Regions from separate parts of the Mus musculus genome. Here regions 1 and 2 are each linked to region 3. Evidence: chromatin contacts called from public HiChIP or PLAC-seq and promoter capture Hi-C data. All regions are on one chromosome and are shown on one strand. Each heading gives the region's core, a stretch centred on a gene start, on an enhancer-like site or on the middle of the called end of the contact. The rest is flanking DNA. Distances are from core to core; before and after follow the strand shown.

Region 1 (3,808 bases), core at 1,232-3,731, 520 kb after region 3:
ACACTACCCAGGCTAGAAAGCCACAGTTCCTGGCTTCCCTGTAGGGACTCCCAATTGCACCACCCTTCCTCTGGAAGTGGCTTTTCTGGCATATTGATAAACCGATTCCTACGTGGGACAAGGGACTGGAGATCTTGTAACTGAGTCAGGTACTTTCTCCTCAGGGAGCTGGCTCTACCTATAATCTAGATCCCAGTTCATGTGACACTCTGCTATGCAGTGACAAACATGTAGATGTCACGGGTAACAGCAAAGACTCTTCTAAACTGTATGTACTTGTTATTATACATTATTAAGTGATATTAAATAATATTGAATTCTGGTGATCAGACTTCAAACATTGTTTGCCCAGTGGGTCCAGGCGCTAGGAGCTGCGCCACTTGCACAGTGACGGAGCCCTGCTGCGCTTAGCTCAGGGAACTGACAGCTCATCAGATAGAGATGCTCATTAAAAGGCAGGATGGCGGGACCCTCTTGAGAGCCTGACTTCACAGTTGGGGTGGACTCTGAGACTCTGTGTTTCCAGGAGTAAAGGGTGTTCTACAGTAAGCGACCCAGGGGGACACCTGTAAGAACTGCTCGAAGAGATTATGGAACTACACTCAGTCTAATCCTAGGCCTGAGAATCCAATGAGGTGATTTTCTATACTGCTGAAAAAAATCTAACATTTATTTTCCCAAGTGTCCCATCTTTAGCTGAAATATGGAAGGTGAGAGAGCGGAATGCCTTCACAGTGGGGAGGTGGGACACTTACCAAGGAGCAGAGGGACAGATATTCTACCTTAAAATTAATCTGAGTGACTTAGTGAGAGTATGTTTGTATGGGCAGGAGAGAAGGCTCTTTCTTCCCTGTGTCACATCTTGGAGCTGGCTTTGGCACACAGTTCCAGCTCTGTTTGGAAATGTGGGCTCCTGATCACCAAAATAAATGGCTTCTCTGGTTACTTTCAGTTTCATTTCAAAGCCCTTTTCTGACCTGCTTCCTATCTGTGAGCTTTTAGTGAACTACTTATTTTAACACACCAACCACCATGAACCATCTGGCCAAAACTTTCTTCTAAGCAAAATCCTTCCATGCTGTTTGCAAATACCTCAACACTGTAAAGCCTAAAATCAAGAAATTTATCTCACTGAGTAGATAGTCGTGTGTGTGTGTGTCTCTGTGTATGTGTGTGTGTGTGTGTGTGTGTGTGTGTGTGTGTGTGTGTGTGTGTGCTTCATCTGACTATGATCAATTTAAAACTAAAGTTTAATAACAGAAGAAATATCAGGTATTCAGGCCATGCCGATAATCTGAGCACTAAAGTAACTCTGTGAATCTAAGTTTCCATAGCAAGTTTCAGGCCAACTAGAGCTACAGAGCGAGAATTCATGGTGCAGGGGGTGGCAAGAAAACAAGACATCTATATAATAGCAAACAATAGATTTGACGAATATATATCACCATTGTTAGAGGAAAATGATATGAACACCTCGAATTATCCTTCATAACTAACTAAAGTCTATCTTTCCCAACTCTCCTGCGTTCTCCCACGTTCTGTTCCTTAGAATAGTGTTATTATACTTCAAAAGCCTCTATTCTCTCACCCTGTTCTCCTTGTCTACTTTTAACTATAGGTAGTCCCTCATTGGCCTCTGGGTTCACAAAAAATGTGACACTCCCTTGAATTCATCCACAGATGAATCACTTCAAAATACTCGAGTCTCTGTCCTCTTACTGAAAGCCATTCAACAGTTAGACGACGTGCCATGCCAGAAAGAACCGACTTTCCAATGACAGAAACAAAATCTCAGTTTTGTGTCCAATGCACAGCCGAAACCATCCAAGTTCCCTTGACCCACATAGTCCACCCCCAGAGAGAAGAGAACCCCCCCAACCCCAGCACACTAGAACTTCTCAGGACTCGTCCACCCGAATGCACATTTCTGCCAAGCTCAGTGTTGTTGTGTGGTGTGCTTTGGCCGACTGAGCTCCCACAACTCAGAATGCAAATAGTGGGTGCTCACGCATAAGAACCCCGAGGAAATACCTGGACCCCGACCTTACCTATTTTTGAAGCCTCCGCTTTCAAATTGAAATCCCAGTTCCTTGGCAGCTTGAGAGACATTTTGCTTCCGAGGTGGGTGAGTAGCTGGTCAAGTGGCTCACAGTGTGTCACAGGCTGTGCCCTTCTTGTTTCTCTGATCTTCACTTCGGTTCCTCTGCCTTCTCTGCCTGTTGCTTGCTTTGCAGGCACTCTTACGCTCCAGACCGATCTGCCCACGTGTCTCCTCCTTTCTCTCTCATGAACCGTCCATCCATCTGTCACTCGGGGATGGCACCCAAACTCCCCAAGTCCCACCCACAGTCCCCCAGGGGCTGGCACCCTGCTTTGCGTTCAGATTTACCAGAAATGTCCCAGTTGACACTGCCTCTTGGGAAGCAGAGCCCTGCTGGGCAGAATCTCAGGCCTTACTGAAGTGAAGTTGTGATAAACAACTGCTTTTTTTTTTCTTAACTGTCTGCTTCCTTGCGTTTTGAGGAAGTGGCTGGCTGTTCAGTGTTGTAGCGTTATGAGCACACTGTCTTCAGAAGATGTTATTTAGAAATCTTTGTAAAGCTAGTGCATGTTTGTGTTATAAGACTGTGGTTTTAATTAAATGGAAAGAGACTCCCAAGGCTCTCGCCATGTGCCTGGACTCCTGTGTTCGCCTCCTTGACTCCAGATTTTGGCGGCTAAAAGAGGCCAGGCAGGCAGCCAGCATTCTGCCCAAGAATGGGCAGCATCTTTAAAAATTCCTGCCGTGAAAGGACCACATAGTTCACACCTGCTTGGGTAGAAGGTTTCCAGCAGGTACTTTGATTCCAGCCAGGCAGAGCCACACAAAGGGTCACTGCTTCTCCCCCCTTGTGTATGCTGTGGCGTTTACAACCAGACCACCATGTGTAAAAAAATTCAGTTTTCCTCCCCTTTTAACAGACTCTTCCTGGGCCTCCACGACTTCTTCAGAGAAACAGGATCCTTAACAACTGTGGGGTAAGGAGTCGTTGCAGAAGCTGGTGGGACAGACTCTTGACACACAGCCAATACCCCACAAGCACTTATTTGACCTTCATTCTATCTAGCCCAGTCTGTGGCAGACTTTTACATCTTCAAATAGGTCACCTTGAGCTAGCGGTTGAGCTGATAGGTCCTCGAACCAGACTGCTGTGTTCAAATTCTCAGGCCGGTTGACTTTGGATGTGGCTCTTGAACCATTATTTTCTGTTTTGATTCCCTCATCTGTAAGTGTAGCACTTAACAGACTGATTTTGCAGGGCTGCTATGAGGTTTCTGCAGGCTCCAAGCCTTCCATGTAATCACCAAGCACACCGCACATGCCTGGGGCCTGGGCCATCTACCTCAGTTCTCCTGGATAACTGCTTTTCAACACCTCCCACGGGCTATGGACAGGTGACCCACCTTCCCGTTACCTGCTGCATGGACCACCTCACCTCTCCCCAGCTCAGCTCCATCTCCTCTTTCTATTTTCTCTTGGATCTTTCCAATCAATATTAGCACTACAATGTTTTTCATATCAAAAAAAATCTCTCTTGACACTACTTCCTCCTTTGGCTATAGACTATTTCTGAGAATTTTTTTTTTAAATTAAGGACTGTTGGACTTACTGTGATCGCTCCTCTTTTTCCTTCCTGGATTTCTCCCATTGAGGCTTTTGCCCCCAGGACCCCATAGAGTGGCTTCTCAAGACACCAACAGCTTTCCTGTCACTGAACCAGGTCTCCATCCTCACCTCTCAGCCTTATCAGCAATGGACAGAGGTGGC
Region 2 (3,781 bases), core at 308-2,807, 530 kb before region 3:
AGGGATGGAGTTGAGGGTTAATACGTTAATACCTGCTGTTGAATGGTATTTTGCAAACTTGACAAGAGTCTCTGTGTCTCAAGGCCACCTTCTGGCATCTTCCAATCTTTCAGTGTCACAAGCCAGGATGTCCTGTCAGGAAACCTGAGTAACACCAGCCTCTCTCTCTGTGGGTGAGCTTTGTGGGGGTGAGCGGGGGTCACTTCCTTGGAAGCTCCTTGCTGCTTCTGACAGGCTTTGCTGAGCCCTGCAAGTGTGCTGGAGAGTGACCAGCCTCCAGGGCCTTCTGCTCTTTGTCCTCAGCAATCTAAAGGCACTCAAGGGAAGGAAGGTGCATCCTCTCTGGGGAGGAATGGATTGTTCTAATGTCTGCGATCTGGCCACACTTGGCATCTGTGAAAGCAACTTGCTTTCAGAGCACATGGAGCGCACCTGGCAGAGGTCTCAGATCACATGCATGAGCTGAGGAATTGTAGCTAAAGAAAGCTAAAAGCTGGATGCTATGGCTGTCAGGGTCAGATTAATGAGTTATTGAGGTTGTGTGAATTAGTTTATACTTCAGCTATCTGTGATCTTTGCAATATAAAAGCTAATTCCCCAAAAACACTTAAGAAAGAGCAATAAAGAGAGGCAGAGGCAGGCAAATTTCTGTGAGTTCTAGGCCAGCCCTGTCCACATAGTGCCAGGAGGAATTACATAGTGACATCCTGTCTTAGAAAGAAATGGGGGTTGGGAGGAAAGCAATGATCATAAATTGTATGTTGTCACACACAGTGTGGTGACCTTAAAATGGCTAATACCATGAAAATATCTACAACTTGGTGATGTGATTGGTTTACTGAAAATGTATTTTTTTTTAAGCAAAGTATTCCAGACAATGATAGCCAATTGACAACCCCCTAACAACCCTCACAGATGTCAGGGCAGGAATTTGGTCTCATGTTTCTGCCCCCAACTCCTGGCCTCAGACAGCTGCAGATACATATTCCATGTAGCTCCAGTCTCTGAAATACCAAATGGAAATTTACTGGGGCTCTCAACTAAGCCAGACTCTCACACAAACTGTACTGCCCCATGGGACTCTCCACAGGGCCAGATATTTTATGAGAACGGGCATTCCCAGTTGATTGGGTCAACAAAACGAAACCAAGGAACTGTGTCTTAAAACTAATGTATCCTGTTTAATTGTACACAAGGGACACTCCACTCCAAAGCAAGAGCCAGGCAAATCTCAGGTTTGTAGACTCGGTGAGAATATTGGAGGCTTTTGTGGAGCTTTGTTTTCTTTAGAGAGGGATGACCAGCTGGCAGGGGGCTGGACGCTGCCTTGCAGGAGGAGGGCACCAGCAGAGGAGACAGGAAAACACAGTCAGCAAAACTGCGGAGAGCTTACCAGGGCTCTTGGAGAAGGCACAGAAAGGAGAATCAAGGGCAAGCAGCGGGTTGTTAGACTGTCGACCTCAGAAAGGCAGCCCAGCTCTGGAGTTTCCAAGTCAGGGAAGAAAAGCAGCTGCTCGTGGACCTTCAGGTGTGGGCTGTCCTGAAATGGCCATGCGAAGAGCAGCAAGAGTCTAGAGGCCACTGCTGGCTGCACAGAAGGGGCCGTGGAGCGCTCTCAAAGATGTGTGACTAGGCAAAGCAAGAGCTTGCACTAGCTTTGCTTTTAAACATTTGTATATATTTCCATCTTTGAATCAGTAATTTGTTTACACGACTCAAAATTTAAAAACAACAGCAAACAAATTAGTATATACCTCCCATTGCCCATCCTTTATCTGGGAATGGTTATACAGGGAAAAGTCCCATGTGCATGTTATGCAACTACAGATAGCAAACGTACTGTGTTTCAAAAATAACTCTGAGAAAGATTTTTGTGTATTATTGTTGTTTGTTAAGTCAGGGTCTCAGTAGGTATCTCTAGCCAGCCTGGAGCTCAATCTGCCTGCTTCTGAATGTTGTAATTAAAACAATTGTGTCCAGCAAAGCATGGTGTTGTTAGTGGTGGTTTTTGAGATAGGGTCTCATTATGTAACTCTGGCTGTCCAAGAATTCACTGTGTAATACAGGCTAACCTGGAACTTACTCGCCGAGACTTGCCTGCCTTTTCTCTGCCTCCCTAGTACTGGAATGAAAGGTAGCTGTTAGAGATCATGCCTGCCCAGGGATTTGGTGTTTGTTTGTTTGTTTGTTTGTTTGTTTGTTTGTTTTTAGAAAATCCTTTGCAGCCCAGGCTAACCTTGCATTTGACCTTTTGTAGCCCAGGTTAACCTTGAACTTGACAGGTAGCTGGGGGGTGACCTTGAACTTCCAAGCCTTCTTCCTTTATCACCTAGGTGTTAGAATAGGTTTGGGCCACTCCTGGTTTAAGTGTTGATAGGATAGAATTCCAGTTTTTCTATCAGCCAAGCAATATTCTCTGCTTAGAAGAAAGGAGTCTAATGCCTTAACAGAAAAGGCTGCTTGGGAGATAGATATGCTAGCCCTGATCTGAACCCCACTCTGTGGGGAGGTACCGGGCTCTCAGCAGAACCTGAGTTTATTGACTTGGCCAACAAACTGCAGGATTGGCTTGTCTTTTCCTCACCAGCAATGGCCTACAGGTTACAGACACACAGCACCCTGCACCCCGCAGTGTTAACATGGTCCCTAGGGTCACAGCTGGGGGCCTCATGCCCTGGAGTAGGCACTTGACCAACAGCCATCTCTGACTTTTTAAAAAAAAGATCTCCTCCTATATATAGCCTTGACTGACCTGAAACTGACTTTGGAGACCAGTTAGACTTTGAACTATTGACTGCCTTCCTCTGTCTCATAACTGATGAGATTGTAGGTATGCACCTCCAAGCCGTATGTGTACGTGTGTGTACGTGTGTGTACGTGTGTGTGTGTGTGTGTGTGTGTGTGTGTGTGTGTGTGTGTGTGTGTGTTAGAAGCTTACTATCCCTTGTTTCTCTGGATTTATAGGGAGGAGTCCTCTAGCCCAGACTCCTAAGTACTAGGGTAATATTCTTGAACCATATGCCTAATTAATATGCACAACTTAACATTTTTTTTTTAGATTTATTTATTTATTATATGTAAGTACACTGTAGCTGTCTTCAGACACTCCAGAAGAGGGAGTCAGATCTCGTTATGGATGGTTGTGAGCCACTATGTGGTTGCTGGGATTTGAACTCCGGACCTTTGGAAGAGCAGTCGGGTGCTCTTAGCCACTGAGCCATCTCACCAGCCCAACTTAACATTTTCTATTTTATTCATTATTTTGTGAGTTTGGGGGTGGGATAGTGTATGTGAACAAGTGAGCTCCAGCCATGGCATGTGTGCCGATATCAGAGGACAACTCTCAGGAGTTGGTTCTCTCCGCCGGTGGGATCTCCTGGATCAGAGCCAAGCTGTCAGGCTTACACGGCAAGCACATCTACCTGCCGAGCATCTCCCTGGGCCCAATAGCTACACCTTTTATGTCTCAGTTAAAAGTAACAGTCATGCAATGGTGGCCCACACCTTCAATCCCAGCAGAGGGAGGCAGAAGAAATATCTCAATGGGTTTGAGTTCAACATGTCAAGTTCCAGAATGTTCTTAGCTATGTAGTGAGACACTGTCTCAAAAAGCACAAAGGAAAAAAAAAATGCATCAAGTTAATTTTGATGCCCATTGCATGATTTGGGGTGGATGATATATTTTTTTTTTCATAAATGTCATTAGTAGCCTGCCTAATGTCCCTTACAGAATAAGATCTTTATTGACCCTGCCTTGAGTGGTGGTACATGCCTTAAGTTC
Region 3 (3,847 bases), core at 1,128-3,627:
GGATACAGGAGGGGGAGCTAAAAATCAAGAGCCATTTGAGCTTGTATGGAAACCTAATAGAGTAGAAGCTTCCTAAAATATATACACAGATGAAGGCGATCGAAATGAAATCTCCAAATAATAGGAGAGTCCCAGCTGGATATCTCTTGTCACCAAATGAAGTTTCCAGTACCCCAAATGGGCTACATCTAGTTGAGTTTTTGGCCAAAGGGGCCCCACAGGAACCCACAAACAACCCAGGTGGTTGCCAAGACTATAGGATAGAATGCTTTCCACAAACTTGGAAGGCCCTATTGCTGAAGACAATGCCCACACAACTCACTGAACATAGAGAAGTCAAGTTGGTGCCTAGAGCCTTCATCCCTACGTGCTAGCATCTTTGACACAGGAAGATACTCTGCATGCTGCCAAAGGAGAACGGTAAGCACCAACCCAGCCACTAACCCTTTGATCTACAATGGTGTCCTGCCTGCGAGATATGTTAGTGCAATGGTGGCACAAAGCTTGTGGGAGTAACCAGCCTATATCTGATTTGACTGAAGGTCCATTCCAGAACATACCTAACAGTGCTTAGGTAACTAAGAATCTGAGACTCGATAGCCCAGGGACCTAGGGTAAAACCAAGAACTACTGTTGAACTAAAAGAATATAGCAATAAAAATGACTCTAAACATTCCACTAACAGCCAAACAATATGCAGAGAATGACAGACCTTGAAACACTCAGCCCTAAGTAGGACCTCTCCATCAACTCTCTCAGGCAACCTGCAAAGCTGAAAGGGTGTAAGAGGCAGAGGAGATGGAGAACACCAAGAAAACAGGCAGGCTTGGCATCAGATGGGGTCAGCCCTAGAGCTGAAAGAAGAAGCAGGCATCTGTCTCCGTTCCTGAGCCATCTCAAGTTGATTACCCCTTGCAAATGAAAATCTAGATTTCTCCATGGGAATCTCACCGTGGGGGACAAACTATTCCTTTTATTTATTTATTTTATGTATGTGAGTACACTGTAGCTGTACAGATGGTTGTGAGCCTTCATGTGGTTGCTGAGAATTGAATTTTTAGTATCTCTGCTCCATCCGGTCGGCCCACTCGTTCCGGTCAACTCTGCTCACTCAGTCCCTGCTTGCTCCGACCCAAACGTTTACTTATTATTCTACATAAGTACAGTGTAGCTGACTTCAGATGCACCAGAAGAGGGCTTCAGATCTCATTACAGGTGGTTGTGAGCCACCACGTGGTTGCTGGGAATTGAACTCAGGACCTTGGGAAGAGCAGTCAGTGCGCTTACCCATGGAGCCATCTCGCCGTGGAGGACAAACTATTCCTAAGTGTAGGCCACGTGTCCAGCTGTAGAATGGTCAACAAAGAACCAGCTCACTGGCATCTTTGAAGGTCCCTGGTCACATAATGTTAAGCTAGGACTTTGGGTTTGTATATTTATTTAATTACACATTTTTGTTTACATTACATTGTTTTTGTTTTTTATTTTATGTATACATATATTTTACAATTTTTCTCTCTTTCCCTTTCTTCATCCCTCCCTCCCCGCTTTGCCCTGTAGGTCCCTTTTCATATATATTATGGCTTCCAGTGTTGTCGATAGCCCTGGGGCTAATTATATTTTATGTTAATTCCGTTTTCCTGTGTGTGGTTTTGAACAAGGAATGAGTCAGCGCTCAGGTGATTTCCTGTAAACCTGCTTCCCACCTTAATTTGTAAAATAAAGGAGAGCTGATGATTGGGCAGATAAAAGGGAAGGTGGAATGGAAGGTGGAGAAAGAAGAAGGAGAAAATGGATGAAGGAGAGGACGCGGAGGAGGAGGAGGAAGAAGAAAAGCGGAGCAGAAGCACATGGCCTGGAGAAACTGCAAGCTCTAAGGGGTCTCATAGATGTGGAAGATGGTCGTGTAGCGGTAGATCTGTCCAAACTAGGTGCACATATGTATTCATATTAACTGTGTTGTGTTTTCATTGCTGAGGCATATTTGGATTGGAGATTTACCGCAACATTCCAGCTTTGTATTTTCACGGGACTCTTGCATATGTGAACAAGTGTGTCTCTGCACTTATATGCATTTCTTGAACTCTTTTCCTTGTTTGTTTTGTCCTATTCTGATGTGTTAGGTTTTGTTATATCATATATCATATATTCCCTTAGAAGCCTGTTTGTTTTCTAATGAGCGACAGAAAGGGGGTGAATTCGGAGGGGAAGTGTGGGGAAATTGGAGGAAATAGAGGGAAGGGAAACTGTAATCTGGATATATTATGTGAGGGAAAAAAATCTACTTTCAGTAAAAGGAGGGCGGAAAGGCCACCTGCAGCACCGCCCTCAACTTGTAAGGAACCGGCGTCCCCGGACCGCCCTCTCTGCAGGGCCTGAGTCTGCGTAGGACTTGGAGACAAGAAGGAGGCGGGTCCGCGCAAGCGCACTGGCACTGAAGTGATGGCGGCGGCCGAGCGGGCATGGGGAGCAGCGGTCGGTGTAGTCCGGCTGTGCAGGCGGTAGGTGTTGGCTCCCTGGCTAGCAGATCCCTGTCGCTGCCTTCTCACAGGCAGGAGCTGGCGTCTGAGGGACCCTTGTCCTGGCTCCAGAGCCCGAGGCCAGCCACCTTCCACGGATGTCCCTTGTAAATCCCACGGGAATGTGGCTCCGAAGGGAAGAGCGGTCCCGGGGTTGTGTCGTGTCCTGTCGTTCCCTTTCCAGGGAGATCACGGCTCGGAGAGAAGTGAGTGACTCGAGGAAGTCCACCGCCCAGGCTTGTGCGAGTGCGTCCTGTTCCTCTTCTAGAGCCACTCCCTCAGATATCTGTCAGACCCGAGTGTGACAACTATAGAAAGGGGCCTGACAGAATGCTGATGCCAACTTGAAGTTTCAAATGCATTTCATCAGGCTAGCATAGAATCCCTCATCATCTGTCATCCCAATACTTGAAAGGTGAAGGCAGGAAGACCAGGAGTTCAAGGCCAGGTTAGACTATTTATGAGACACCCTCCACCACCCCACCACCCCCGTTTTAAAACTCCTAAATGTATCTCATAAAAATAGCAGATTAACAGAAGGATTTTGTGGGTTACCCCCTGCCCACCTGTTTTCGATGACTCCCCTTCAGTTACTTTACTCAAGATCGGTTAGACTTCAAAACTTCCTGCCAGAGTATACTTCTGGTTTATCCACGCTTGCTGCTTTTTCCCAGGGTTGAAGGAATATTAGGGTGTTTCCAAATCCTGGAGTATCCACTCCATTCACTTAAAGAATAGTTACTAGTTACCACGTAGTGATAACAGCTACCATTTACTGAACGCTCACTGTGTGGCCTGGTGTGGCCCTTATTGCTAGGTGTTCCTTAGGGAGAGTGATCTACAATGCTCTGCACGCCTTTTGTTTCAAATGAGTGCGTCTAATAAGGATGCAGCACATAGTCCTAGCATAAGAGAGCAAGCAGCCAGAGGGCACAGCACCAAAGCAGGTACACCATCCAGCAGATCAGGCCGGGGGAAACCCCAGGATCCAAGACACTTACTGGGGACTCTGGTTGCCAAGGGTCTTCTCCTGGGTATGACATTTAATTAGCTATTTCTGTCATCGGCATTTTTTTTTTTTTCGATTCTCGAGACAGGGTTTCTCTGTGTAGCCCTGACTGTCCTGGAACTCACTCTGTAGACCAGGCTGGCCTCGAACTCAGTAATCCGCCTGCCTCTGCCTCCCGAGTGCTGAGATTAAAGGCGTGTGCCACCACGCCCTGCTTGTCATGGGCATTTTTATAACATGGAATTTGAACAGTAGCTGAGTCTTGTATTTTGGGAAGGTGCCCGGGAGTGACTTAGTTCCCAGCTGTGTTCAGGGGCTG

What was found. Promoter capture Hi-C pulls out the DNA fragments that hold promoters and counts their contacts. HiChIP or PLAC-seq counts read pairs in DNA pulled down with a chosen protein or histone mark.
Region 1: a contact with region 3 is called in an H3K27ac HiChIP or PLAC-seq map of bone marrow-derived dendritic cells, with 3 times the contacts expected there. The contact joins the promoter of Arhgap25 here to the promoter of Nfu1 in region 3. A contact is called at or near these places in 1 of 39 promoter capture datasets (the 3T3-L1 cell line), 3 of 115 datasets of contacts at active chromatin or transcription factors (bone marrow-derived dendritic cells, embryonic stem cells and microglia) and 1 of 9 other capture datasets (liver).
Region 2: a promoter capture Hi-C map of pre-B cells shows a contact between it and region 3, with 2.8 times the contacts expected there. The contact joins the promoter of A430078I02Rik here to the promoter of Nfu1 in region 3. A contact is called at or near these places in 4 of 39 promoter capture datasets (the C10 cell line, hippocampal neurons, liver and 1 more), 1 of 484 Hi-C or Micro-C datasets (cerebral cortex) and 1 of 115 datasets of contacts at active chromatin or transcription factors (embryonic stem cells).

The regions. Positions count from the first base shown.
Region 1 is chr6:87,530,778-87,534,585 of GRCm38.p6, forward strand. It overlaps Arhgap25 (Rho GTPase activating protein 25), which reads right to left and starts at 2,482. Exons shown (of 11, transcript NM_001037727.2): 1 at 2,049-2,482. The coding sequence starts at 2,109.
Region 2 is chr6:86,479,273-86,483,053 of GRCm38.p6, forward strand. A430078I02Rik (RIKEN cDNA A430078I02 gene) reads right to left here and starts at 1,558. Exons shown (of 3, transcript NR_131126.1): 1 at 1,394-1,558.
Region 3 is chr6:87,007,459-87,011,305 of GRCm38.p6, forward strand. It overlaps Nfu1 (NFU1 iron-sulfur cluster scaffold), which reads left to right and starts at 2,378. Exons shown (of 8, transcript NM_020045.3): 1 at 2,378-2,501. The coding sequence starts at 2,443.